3 separate regions of the Zea mays genome follow, and regions 1 and 3 are each linked to region 2. A link is a contact called in public Hi-C data. All regions are on one chromosome and are shown on one strand. The core of a region is the stretch at or near the end of the contact, and the rest is flanking DNA. Distances in the headings are between cores, read along the strand shown. Region 1 holds the start of LOC103647452. Region 2 holds the start of LOC103647455 (dormancy-associated protein homolog 3). Region 3 holds the start of LOC100280298 (choline/ethanolamine kinase).

Region 1 (4,489 bases), core at 1-2,500, 240 kb before region 2:
AACGCTAGAAGAAGGCCTTCAAGATCAACTTCTACAGGCATCTGGACACAATGTTTGGTGTTCATACTAGATGCTAGTGGAAGTTTTGCAAATATATGGAGTAATGCCACCATTGGTGACCTTGGGGTGGAGGTAGTCATTGCACTTTGCAATTAATGTCCCTTAGTTTCATCCATGGCATGACACGATGGGGCCAAATGACAATATTACCATCAAAGCACCTACAGTGGCCCTTAGCGAGTGGAGGACCATCTTAGCATGGTCTGAGATGACCACACCAAATTGTTCCCGCCATGGCTACTGGTGGTTGTATCAATTTGAAGAATTGGGACACTAGACGATCCTTTATTCTTTAGAGTGGTCAATGAGCAGGTAGATCTCTTCATTGTTTTTTGTATCCCTCTTCTATATGGGGATGCTAGTGGAAGTTTAACAAGAATGGTCTTGCTTTGGCTCTCCTTTCTACAGTAGTCGATGATTGCAGGCGTGGCGCTTCAAACTCCATCACATCCCATTTCGATAAAGATGTTAGTGGAAGTTTTGTGACATTGGACCTTATTTTGTCTTTCTAGATCAGCGACCTAGTCCTTGCAAGGTGTCGGTCGAGTGCTGATTTGGATACACAAACTCTTCTCTAGTTTCTTTTGCATAGGCGTATTTGTAAATGCAATCAAGCTCTAATTATGTGTTTTGCACATATAACCAAATACATGTCATATACAAGTGGAAATGTTATTTGTACAAAATTTGATACTACCTTACTTATTTCCTTACAAAAGTAATGTTTTGTTGATAGTTTTGACTATATGAAATTGTTTGTGAGTTATGTGTTACGGAAAAAGTTATAAATAATTTATTTAAAATAACTCTGAAGCCTACCCTTTGAAAATGGGCGTAAAAATGCCTCTCCATTTCTACCATTTGAAAAATCAGAAAGTCAAAATTCAAAAGAAGGGTCCAAGTTGCTGCAAAAAAATGTACTAGTTCTTTCAAGTAATTTTCAGAAAACATGCATTTTGATTTCGACTGAACGAAGAAGTTCCCAGTTTGAAACAAAAGTTACATTAGTCAATACTAGACCGGGGGGGGGGTATCAGAGTTGAGTAGGCACATGCGTAGCTGTCCGTCGAAGTGATGCTCCATCTTCTCCTTCAAGGATCTCAGATTCACACAAAATTTTGACGAAACGAATAAAGGCAACGGAAGTATTTGCACGAGGCTTGCGGCCATGGAGAACTACATAGGGAGACACACTTGATTTCCCTTGGCTCGGCGTGCAAACGAGAACATATAAATGCATCTCGCATTCTTGCATTGCTCGTCTGAACCAATGAACCATGCCTCCTCGATCTAGCCGGTGAATGTTGCAGCAGCTACCAATGGATGATCGTGGTGGCGCTAGCAGCAGCGGGAGCAGCAGATGGCGTGGGTGTCGCGACAAGGAGAGCAGCTATGGCCACCACCACCACTGGCCTCCTCCGCACTCAGCTAGATGCCTCTGCCTCTGCCTGCTGCTCTCGCTCACCCTCCTGCTCGCCGCCGCCGCCGCGCTGCTGGCCGTCTTCGTCACGAGGCTGAAGAAGCCGGCCTTCTACCTGCAGTCCATCCAGATGGACAGGTCCTTCAGCCTGCTGACGTGGTCGTCGAACCCGAACCGCAGCGCGGACGACGGGACGGCGGCGCCGTGCGCGGTGGCGTCGCTGGTGTTCGCGGCGCAGAACCTGAACGGGGTCGGGATACGGTACGGGGCGACGGTGCTGGACGTGGCGTACGCGAACGAGTCGGTGGGCGCCCTGGACGTGCCGGCGCTCTACCAGCCCCCGCGGAGCGCCAACGTGACGGTGCTCGTGCACGCCGTCCTCGCGCAGCGGAACGTCACCCGGCTCCTCGTGGGCGAGCTGTCGGCGCAGAGGAGGTACATGGAGGTCAGGGTCGCCGGCCGCGTCGACGCCCGGACGCACATCATGAACGTCCCTCTTCCCAAAGTTCAGGTACTGGACGTACGCACACTGCACACTCATTCTCTTCTACGGTTCTACGTAGCAATCTCATTTTTTCAAATAAAGCAACGGTCATGTACTGCTTACTACTAGTACATCTGAAGTTCTTTATTTGTTTTCTGAAATTTGGGCCCCTTCTTTTTTTATTTTGTAGTTTTCGCTGGATTGTAGATTTGGAGCTAACTACACCGAAATTGTGCTACGGGAGGGAATCGAGTCCGTGATGACACGCAAGGTATTTCTTGCCCGGCCCGCAGCATACAATGTTTTGTGGCACTGTTCAGACGCGCATGCTTGTGTCACACGACTGATCTAGAAATATTTATTTCATTGCTTGTGCAGGCTCTCGTCGTACCTTCGCTGCCTCACCTCTCGCAGAAGTGCTCTATCAAGATTAGCTTGAGGCCGCGACGAGCAAAGGGAACAAGTCTTGACGATTTATTAGGCTGCTGATATTAAAGATTCACAGATTATTTTTTTACTTAGGGCTAGGGTGGTAGGGGAGAAGAATTCTTTTCAGTGTCTCAAGATGTAAATACACATGATCTGGTCAACTTTGCAACTGTTCATTTCCATCGTTACATTGTTAATGTCGTTTTAGCTTCAAGCACTAAACAAGCCTGAAGTTTATTACTCGAGTTTTCATTAGTAAAAAAGTTTGAAGCTATAGAAAATAGCAACAAGATTTATGGCATAATACAATTATGATCATTAGCACATCCTAAGATATATATTTTATAATATATTGATTTAGTGTCATGAATATTTGTGTTTTTAATAATACTTAAAAATTTCGACCGATGACAATTCTAACAATTGAATCATTCGTTTAGGTTCACTCTTTGAACAATACAATATGCAGTGTACAATAGTGTTTTGTACGACCATATATATGCACAGTGCATTCGCACGAGGTAAAGAAAAGCACACACCAGAATAAAATAACGAACAGTGCGAGCATTGCAGTATTCAACGGATTGTTTTTCTCCGAGGACCGGAACAACGAACAACCGAAACAATAGTCGATCTAATCGATAAACATGGCAGAGAAATTGTGAACACCGGAAGGTTTAAGAGAAGAGAGGAGTTTTATGTATACAACGGAAGATCCAGTGCATACACCCGAACTATGCATTGGATCATCATCCGCACGTAATCCATATTATATTTAGATTCTTCCTATACGTCGTCAAGAAAAAAAACTTAACCAAACAGGCTCTATCTCCGTATCTCGGACCTCGTCGTCAGCCTCCTGCCTTTCATAGCGTTGCAGTTTTGCTCTCGTTCTTCTGCCTGTATACAGGGGCGATGAAGCTACATTTTACTGAGTGGTTGCAAATGCATCCCCAAAAATGTAAAATCTATAGAGTTAGATAAAGTTTCACATTATATGCACCCATCTAGCAAATCTTTATGCACCTACAAAGACAATTGCACTCTACTTAAATTTTCTCTAGCTTCGCCACAACTTGTATAGCATTAATGTTAGTCCAATTGCATGACTGTACAACTGAATTTACTGAGGTTTACAAGGAAACGTGCAAGGCTATGGAAGTTATGCCTTCCGTGTCAGCGTAATCTTGTATGACCTTTGTTCGTACTTCATAATGCTAATCTGAGTTCTGATTCGACGGGCAACTGTATATTCTGTAATATTGCCAAGAAATATGAACGAGGAGATATCAGTTAGGGCTAATTTAGCAATCTTATTTTTCCAATGTATTTTCATTTTTTAAGAAAAATAAACTAATTTCTCTTAAAAAAATGAGAATCCCTTGAAAAAATGGAGTTACCAAACTAGCCCTTAACATAAGAATTTGAAGAAAACTACTCGCTTCGTTCCAAATTAAAATTTGTTTGATCTTTTTACTAGATCCATACAATAATTAATATATGTGTTCTATATATATGTCTAGTTTTATAATCATCCATATAAATATGGACATAAATATCTAGAGCTAAAACGACTACTATTTTATAACGGAGGGAGTATTACATTAATTGTATAGCCACCTAATTCCTTCAAAATTTTGCTGGCATTATACTAATTAATAACTGCCTGGTTTGGATTTGAGAGCTGCTCTTCAAATGTTGAGTGACATCGATTTTCGGCCTTTTAGGTTCATGGGACTAAACTAAAGTGACTAAAATGAATGACTAAAATTTGGTCACCACTGTTTAGAGCAAGTGACTAAATTAAAGTGACCAGTTATTAATTAAATCAATTGAATGCCACCTCTACACGTGAGTGGGGGATTCGCTGCTCCTATACGCGTGATGAGTGGAGGACCACTGCTATAGGCGACGAGTGGGTGTAGGGAACTGCTATAAAATATGTGTTTTTGTCAATTTTAGCCCCTCTTTAGAAGCTAAAGGATCAAAAATATTTTAGTCACTTTTAGTTCTTTTAGTCAATTTTAGCCCCTCTTTAGTCACCTCTACACATATATTAAATTGACAAAAATTTACTCACTTTGTTTGTTTTAGCC
Region 2 (3,843 bases), core at 1,203-3,702:
GTCGTACAGAATAGCTCAAAGGTGGGGCTGGTGGCAGATGTCGTGGGAGGCTGAGGGGAAGAGAGGTGAAAATAAATAACAGTAGAATATAAGATAGTTGGTATAGAAAATAAATAACAGTAGAATATAAGATAGTTGGTACAGTGTGAATATGACTGTGGAAGTTTGTGAGATATATGTTTCCTTTTATTTTGAGGAATTATAATTTAACTAATGGAGTATGCTATTTTTTTAGAATGTGGCATTCCATAACTTTCCAAAGTGTATATTTAAATATATCTCAAATTTATGGGGTGAAAGATGGAAATTGATTCTATAGATTTATATGCTACTTTTCTAATGTATAATTTATAGCTCACTCTTTTACTTACTTTTCTATAACATAATGTAGTTTATAACTATCTCTTATATGATTTAGGATAATATACAAATATAAACAAATATAAACAAATATATTAATTTAATTAGTTTTGTCTAAATTATAATTATTAGAATGAAATTCAATTCCAACAAAATAAATGGGGCCTTAGAATAAAATTTTAGAGTTGCATGAGTGTGGATTAGAGCCGGATATCGAGCCAACTCGTCCCATCTCGTTAGCTAACGAGCCATAGAGTCAGCTCGACTCGGCTCGTTTACGAGCTGGAGTTGGCTCGTTTAGCTCGCGAGCAAGAACAGGAAAAACAATATGTATATAACCAATTTTTAGTTATTTTTAAACTAATTTAACAATAGAAAATAATAATTATACTCATACAGACCATATCAATACAACACCAAGTAAACACACCTTATCACTCATCAATTTAATAATTCACACATGTTCATCATTTTAACCCACAATTATATTCACATAAACCAATTTAACACATAAACATAGTTTATCAATCATTAGTTTAATTTAAATGCCATAGCACCATATATATATATATTAATCAATTATTATGTAAAATGTATTATCTCATCAACTGCTGGACCAGAGGCGCCCGTGCCGTGCATTGTCTCGTGTTGGTGTGGGGCACGGTGCATGCCACGCTTTCTTCTCGACACGAGGGCGCCAGGCTCGTCCAGCGCGTGGCGTCCTGGAGTTGGCCTTCAGCAGTTGATCTTATCTGCTCGAGGAAACTCACAGTCGCGCGGGCCCGGCACTGAGTGAGACCCAGCCCGGCCAATCAAAAGTTTTCTGACAGTTCGTTACAATCGACTCCTCTGTTTACGTGAGAATCGATTCGATAAAAATAGAGTATAAATTATAATCTAAATTATATGATCCTGATTATAACTAGATTATTATAATTTATATGTAGCTGTTTGGTAAGTTAGCTTATACAAATATAGATTATTCACAAAGATAACATTACTTTTTTTTATTTATTGAGGTGAGGAAAGAAAGATGACATATATTGTAATTTCTATTTACATAACCATGGATGGTGAAATTTTTGCCAAAAATAATCTCAAATAAGCTACTATTGAGTAGATTATGAGATTATCATAATCTAAGTTTTAGATTATATAATCTGAATCCATAATATAGTTGTTTGTTTAATTGCTGGTTTATTGCGCTGGATTATATAATCCGGAGAGATTATAATCTGAAACAAACATGATTTAAATAAATGTAAATGTAGAATCCGGCGAGTCTCCACATGCACGAACTCTCATGTAGTCCTGGGAATTGGCCCAGCCTGGCCTGAATCTGTCGTGCTTCGGGTCAAGAAGGTCCAAAAACTTTTGGGTCGTGTCGTAAAGCCCGAAGTATAAAAACAGAGGTCCAGTTTGGCTCTAAACCACGTTGTGTCTTTGTTGAGCCGTGTCAGCCTAAACCTGACCCATATATTTGATCACATAAAATCAAAAATATTACAACCGCATAAAGTCTATAACTTACTAAATTAAAGATATTAAACAATCCTAACATCATTTGATCACATAAAGTCTAAATTGGATAGACTAGAAGAAAGAAAGTCTGTGTACAGAGAATCACTAGCTAGTTGCCTATGCTTTGATATGGTTGTTACATATCGTATAAATAGATATTGAGATATTTATTTAAATATAATTATTGTTTATTTCTAAACACTAAGACATGTGATCCGGTGGTTAACTCCAAATTTCTAGAACAGGGAGGTATGAGTTCGAGTGATCGTCCACGTTAAATTTTTAATAGATTAGCATAGATTAGTGTTCTCTGTATTTATATTTAACATGATGTAGAGCTGTATATTTAAGTCACAGAGATGACTTAAATGGCGTATTTGAAGACAGTGTTTTAAGACACGGAGGAAAAAGAAACTGACAATCCCAAGTTACAGTGTTACACATGGCCCCCCAAATATCTCGCCTAGATCATCTCCCTACCCCTCAAAATTTCGACTATAAAACTGCACTGCTCCCTTGGTCCTCCAAGAAGAAAGGAACAAAGGAGAGAGATCTCGATCCGCACACCTCACGCCTCTCTTCCTCTCGCCCCAAGGACAACGAAAACATCAAACAAGAGAACCAAAGGAAACAGAGCAAGAGCATCGCTCTCGAAGCAAAACGCGCACCACGCCGTCGCCGGCCGGCCACTTCGCACGTACGTAGGACGCGCACGCACCGGTGCATATATGGGGCTCCTGAACCAGCTGTGGGACGACACGGTGGCCGGGCCGCGCCCGGACTCCGGCCTCGGCAAGCTCCGCAAGTACGCCTCCTTCTCCCCCTCGTCGTCGTCGTCGGCGGCGGTGGCGGCGGCGGCGGCGGCGGGCTCCGCGCCGCCTCCGGGCGCCGTGACGCGGAGCTTGACCATGCTGCGGCGGCCGGCGGCGCTGTCCGTCGTCACGTCGCCCCGCAGCGAGTCCAGCTCCGCGCCGTCGTCCCCGTCGCCCGCAAGCGGCGCTCCGGATTCGCCCTTCGGCGCAGGTGACCGGCTGGCGCCACCATGTCTCTTTTTTTCCCCCAGCTCTTGCTGTCTCTGTCTGTGTGTGTGTGTGTGTGGTGTTTCGGTTTTGGCCAGCCGAATGAATCTTTGGGATAGCTAGATGATACTGTAGATCCGAAACAAAAAAAAAACGAAGCACGGCTGATTTTTGTTGTATCTCTCTGCACGGTCGCCATCGTGACATGATGCTAGCTGCAGCGACGACGCCCAGGGGAGAGGGCTGGACGAAGAAGCTGCGCGGGAAAGCCAGGATGGGCGGCGGCGGCGGTGACGACGCCCCCGGCACGCCGAGGAGCCCCACCGTGTACGACTGGTGCGTAGCACTATCCTCTGGCCCGCTAATTTATAAAATTCATTCACACGCACGTATTGTACATGTATTATATTTATGATTATGATGATGATCTACTATCTGCTACTACTACCTTGGTTTATCGCACTGTAATCGCGTGGTACCACATATATTTCTGAACGTACCGTACGTGCTGCTAGGATCGGAGTACCCGAAAATTTCAACCCGCAACCCGCTATTTTGATAGCAATATTTAATATAAACAATTATACAATTATGTTTATGTATTTAATCTGAATTCTTCATCTATTGGCCATGTTTAATTTACAAGTAAACCTGAGTAGCTATGTTTCATATTTTCGTTTACTGGAATTGCTACAGTTTTAATGTTATAATTACATATGGTATTTATCTAAGTTATATCTTTAATTTATTCGAAAATAAAATATTTAATATATTTAAATATGTTGGAAGCATGTTACTTGGTTCTCTAAAATTACAAAAAAATGACTAGTAGGGACACGCAAGGATCTTGCTTGGATTTGATCTGACATCATCTGATGTGCGTGTCCCCTTCTTCTCCCTCCCAACGGCTGCAGGGTGGTGATCAGTTCGCTGGACCTCTGAA
Region 3 (4,449 bases), core at 1,728-4,227, 170 kb after region 2:
GTACCACATACACTAATTATGCAACTATTATACGTACCAATATAATATACTATTAAAGCTAATAATATAATTAGTACCACATATTAATATGAAATTAATGTCTAAATACAATATACCTCTAATCACTAAACCACATATACCACTAATACATTAATGAAATCGAACTAAACAATAATACTAATCATACAACTAATCAAACAAACACAATTATAAATATATACTAATTTCGGCGGTAATTCAATAACGGCCGCCGAAAATATGGAATAAAAAACGCAAAAAATACCTTACGACGGGGAAGAGCTTGGCGACGACGGCGGAGTGGTTCCACGACGGTGGCGGCTCGGGGCTTTGAACGGCGGCGGTGGAGTAGGAACGGCGGCGGTCGACGGTGGTGGCTCGGGCGACGGCGGCCTCGGCCGAAGTCCCGCGCAGGGGCGCTGCGCGGCGCGGGGGTGGCCCGGGAGCGGCGGCGCAGGGCCGGCCGGGGAGCGGCGGCGCGTGGCCGGCGAGCGGCAGCGCGGGGACGGCCAGGAGCGGCGGCACGGCGGCTGGAGGAAGGCGGCGCGGGCGGGCGAGGCAGACAGAAAGAAACAGAGAAGAAGGTCGGGCCCGACCTTTTTAAACTTTTAGTTTTCGGCGGCTAGGGCTAGCCGCCGAAAATAAGCAGTTATTTTCGGCGGCTGTGTCAGAAGCCGCCGGAAATAACACTATTTTCGGCGGCTGTGTCAGTAGCCGCCGGAAATAGCGTAATTTTCGGCGGCTGTGTCAAGCCGCCGAAAATAACTGCTTATTTTCGACGGCCAACCCCTGGCCGCCGAAAATAACAGCGGCCGCCGAAAATGGTGTACAGGGCTGTTGTGGTGCCTTATTAATGCGCAGTACGGTCAACTTCCATGAAGATGATGCTAACATTGCTTCGGCGAGTAGGACACAAACAATGACGATTAAGTACTGAACACCTTATTTCTGTTGTTCCCGTTACCCTGATTACTTGACCACGCAACATGTCAAGATACTTCCTTAGCCTTATCCCGGAGCCCAAATATACGGCAAACCGCTCACTCTTTTTCTTCAAAAAAAAATCATATTATACACGTGTATTCATTATTATGAACCCGCGTAAACATACACGGCGACTCTATAAGCAGCTTCAGAAGACTAACAAACCAATCACAATCAGCCTCAAGATCGACAAGGTCGTTATATAGACGTCTTGTCATCACCCTTGATTCGACGGTTCCTGAAAATGTTACCTAGTAGTATTGCTCTTGTGGTCTTGAAAATCAACGAGTTTTCCTCTCAAAAATACAGTGACAAAACTGTTGCGCTATAAGGAGCGTAGCCGACTTACATATAGCTAATCCTTTTTGGTTTCAAAATAGATGACCTAAAGGCTGTGTTTCATGTTTTTGTTCGTCTATGGTTTTGCGAGTAATAATCATAATCTCAATTTGATCACACTTACCAGTAAAAAAAACAGAGACGCGGTGCTTGAGCCACTCACTCGCATTAAGCTATGTTAAAATCTTTAGAGCTAAAATTAGTGGTCAGACACCTTTAGCTAATACCTTGTAACAATTAGTTTATTAACATGTTCAACTCAACTAACAATTGTTAGATATGTAAGGACATGTACAACGACTCTTCTATTCCACCTCCTATCTTAGAGCCCGTTTGGCAGGGCTTTAGCTCTAACTTTTCTCTAGCAAAAAGCCTGAGCAGTGTCAATCACTCTTTTTTTAAAAACAATTTACTACTAAAAGCATCTAAAGGTCATAGTTATTTTTGTACTACGAAGAAGAAGCCACAAACAATACCTTCACCGGCTTTGGCGCTGACACTTTAATATAAGAAAATGACTCTGACTCTATGATAAGTTGTTTATGTCAAACGATTTATAAAATGCCTTTAGTTCTACTATAAAGCTGTTTTAGAGGAAAAGCTAGAGCTTAAAGCTGTTTTGGTGCAAGTCATACCTGACGCATCCTTATTATCTATTGGACACGGTCTAACGATTCCAAACATGACCTCAGCAACAGCAAGAGCATAGTACACGACAACAAGAGCATAGTACACGACAAAATATCTTGTCCAGTCTCGTAATCGCAACTTCGTGACCCGAAAAGATCGACAAACAAACCCATGACGACATAGGACAACGGAGACCCAAGAAGTAGGGGTGGTAATAAATCATGGTCCAAATAATTTTTCATAATTACTTAGAGCTAGGGATGAAAACGGTCGGAAACATTATTTATTCGGTAATCAGTTTTTTAGTCGTTTTTCTTTGATTGTGAATAAATAGGATATAGAATCTATAATACAAATTTGTATTCTTGTTTTTAACATTCAGCTTCTAAAGATTCATAAAAGTTAAACCTCAAATTTATCATATATTTTTTTAAATAATAGATATAAACTTCGGTATGGATTCGGAAATAAATTCGGTAATTTTTTCAACTTTTTGTGTTGTAGGGAGCAAATAATACATAAAACAATTTATGTAATATTTTATTCATATTTGTACTAATGTGCTTGATAATATAAAAAAGATCAATATCAAATTATATATATATATATATCTATTTTAAAATATTAAATTTGTCCTAACAGTTCAAATTACCATTTTTATTCCTACTTAAAGCACTAAATTCGATTCTAGATTCTAATATGATATTTAAATTTTATAGTGTAAAATTTATAGCAAATTGTCATCTCTCCAGAGGAGAGCCGACAACGATTCAGATCCCACGGGCCAAAATATCCGGCGTCCATGTCCATGGCCCTGTGGCCCATCGCTCTCCGGTGGCACGCCCGCGCGCAGTGGGACAGACGCGCACGCCACGCGTTAGGTCGGGACGAGGCGCGAGCACGCGACCGACCGTGGCTCGGGCCCGCCATGCGGCCTCAGTACTCGAGTGGGCGTTATATACGCGCGCTGTTCGGATTCGCGCTCACTGTCTTGCCTGTTGCCTCTGCGGCTTTGCCTGCGCTCACGGACGGTCACTGGCTCACGCTCCCCTCGCCTGCGTCGCCTCGCCTAGACAAGAGACAAGACGCCTAGTCGCCTCCGATCGAAATCGAATCGAGTCGGGTGGGCTCGGGCCCGGTCTTGTTGTCTTGTCTCCCAGCTAGGAATAGCGCAACGAGATCCCTCGCGCGCGCGGACCCCGGAGAGGCCGAGGGAGGGTGACAGGGCGTGTCCTCGACCGCGAGGGGAATGGGATCGGAGGGACGGGCCTGGAACGGCGCGGGCATGGCCGCCGGCAGCGGCTATGGCGGCGGGGTAGAGGCGAAAGCGACCACCACGGCTGTGTCGGCCGCGGCCCCCGCGGAGGTTCCCACGTCGGCGGCCTCCGTCGACATCTCGCTGCCGCTCCTGAAGATGTCGCCTCGCATCATGCAAGTACCCCGTCCCCACATCTATCTTCGATCCTCTTGCTTCGGCTCGCGCTCGCGCTCGCGCTTGCGCCCGGCCTGGTCACGCTGTGAGGTCGTGTCATGTTCGGGTACTCGCGATCGCGAGGCGTCGTACCCGTGCTCGGGAACGAGCCGGTAGTGTTTGAGAAAATGCCTCCGAGCGTGTGGGAGACAGGAGTGTGCTGATGCACGGAAAGGCTCTCTGATCTGGGGATTCCTGGTGCTTTTTCAGAGCTCTCTGCAAGGAATTGGTCGAAGGGTGGTCGTCGATTGACAGCTCGCTCTTCTCCATCGAGACCGTGTCCGGGGGCATCACGAATCTATGTGAGTTGTTGTGGCATGGCTTGTAGCGCCATTCAGAATTCCTCGCCTTTTTCGCCTGAGCAGCATGATGATTGTAGTAAATGAAATGAATAGTGCATAATAGTTACATTGAAATGTTCCACATCGTTGACATGAGTACATAACTTTTTTATCTCCTACTGTAACGACCATTTGTCCGCTTCGGCTTCCTGCTCCTCATTGTTCCCGTTTACTGATAAAGCAGCAGAACCTAATGCTTTTTGCAAACTGTGTGCGATTAGATTAGATAGTCTCCGGGGTGCTGCATAATATTTCCTTTGGCCTGTATCATTTCTGCTGTCATTGCCACATCTGCGGATCTGCCGCACTATGCTTGCAGCATTAGAAAGTAAGAACAGCCTGCTGTCTGTATCCGCCACCCATAGGGATGATTCACATGAGCAAGGTTTCCTGTGTGCAGCAATTTTTTTTTTCAATTTATAGTCCATGATGTTTATTTGTTATTACCTACAGTGCTGAAGGTTTCTGTCAAAGAAGACAACGGCAATGAGTCTTCTGTTACTGTTCGGTTGTATGGACCAAATACGGACTTGGTGATTGATAGGAAAAGGGAATTGCAGGTGAGAATCTGAGTGGTACGAGATTGTGTGTTATAGTCATATTATACTAACCTAGTAACCTGCATCCTATAGTATTCTACATTGGGTCTAGTATGACCCCTTGTAT

Evidence for each region. Hi-C and Micro-C count contacts between places; a contact is called where the count stands out from the background.
Region 1: a Hi-C map of leaf shows a contact between it and region 2, with 2.5 times the contacts expected there. The contact joins the promoter of LOC103647452 here to the promoter of LOC103647455 in region 2. A contact is called at or near these places in 5 of 25 Hi-C or Micro-C datasets (bundle sheath, ear, leaf and 1 more).
Region 3: a Hi-C map of leaf shows a contact between it and region 2, with 6 times the contacts expected there. The contact joins the promoter of LOC100280298 here to the promoter of LOC103647455 in region 2. A contact is called at or near these places in 8 of 25 Hi-C or Micro-C datasets (bundle sheath, ear, leaf and 2 more).

Annotation. Positions count from the first base shown.
Region 1 is chr2:188,560,990-188,565,478 of Zm-B73-REFERENCE-NAM-5.0, forward strand. LOC103647452 reads left to right here and starts at 1,251. Exons shown (of 3, transcript XM_008671990.4): 1 at 1,251-1,991; 2 at 2,155-2,235; 3 at 2,343-2,633. The coding sequence starts at 1,362. The coding sequence ends at 2,453.
Region 2 is chr2:188,799,695-188,803,537 of Zm-B73-REFERENCE-NAM-5.0, forward strand. It overlaps LOC103647455 (dormancy-associated protein homolog 3), which reads left to right and starts at 2,453. Exons shown (of 3, transcript NM_001365034.1): 1 at 2,453-2,904; 2 at 3,122-3,236; 3 at 3,815-3,843. The coding sequence starts at 2,610. The coding sequence ends at 3,842.
Region 3 is chr2:188,970,061-188,974,509 of Zm-B73-REFERENCE-NAM-5.0, forward strand. LOC100280298 (choline/ethanolamine kinase) reads left to right here and starts at 2,978. Exons shown (of 11, transcript NM_001153225.1): 1 at 2,978-3,402; 2 at 3,653-3,744; 3 at 4,237-4,343. The coding sequence starts at 3,221.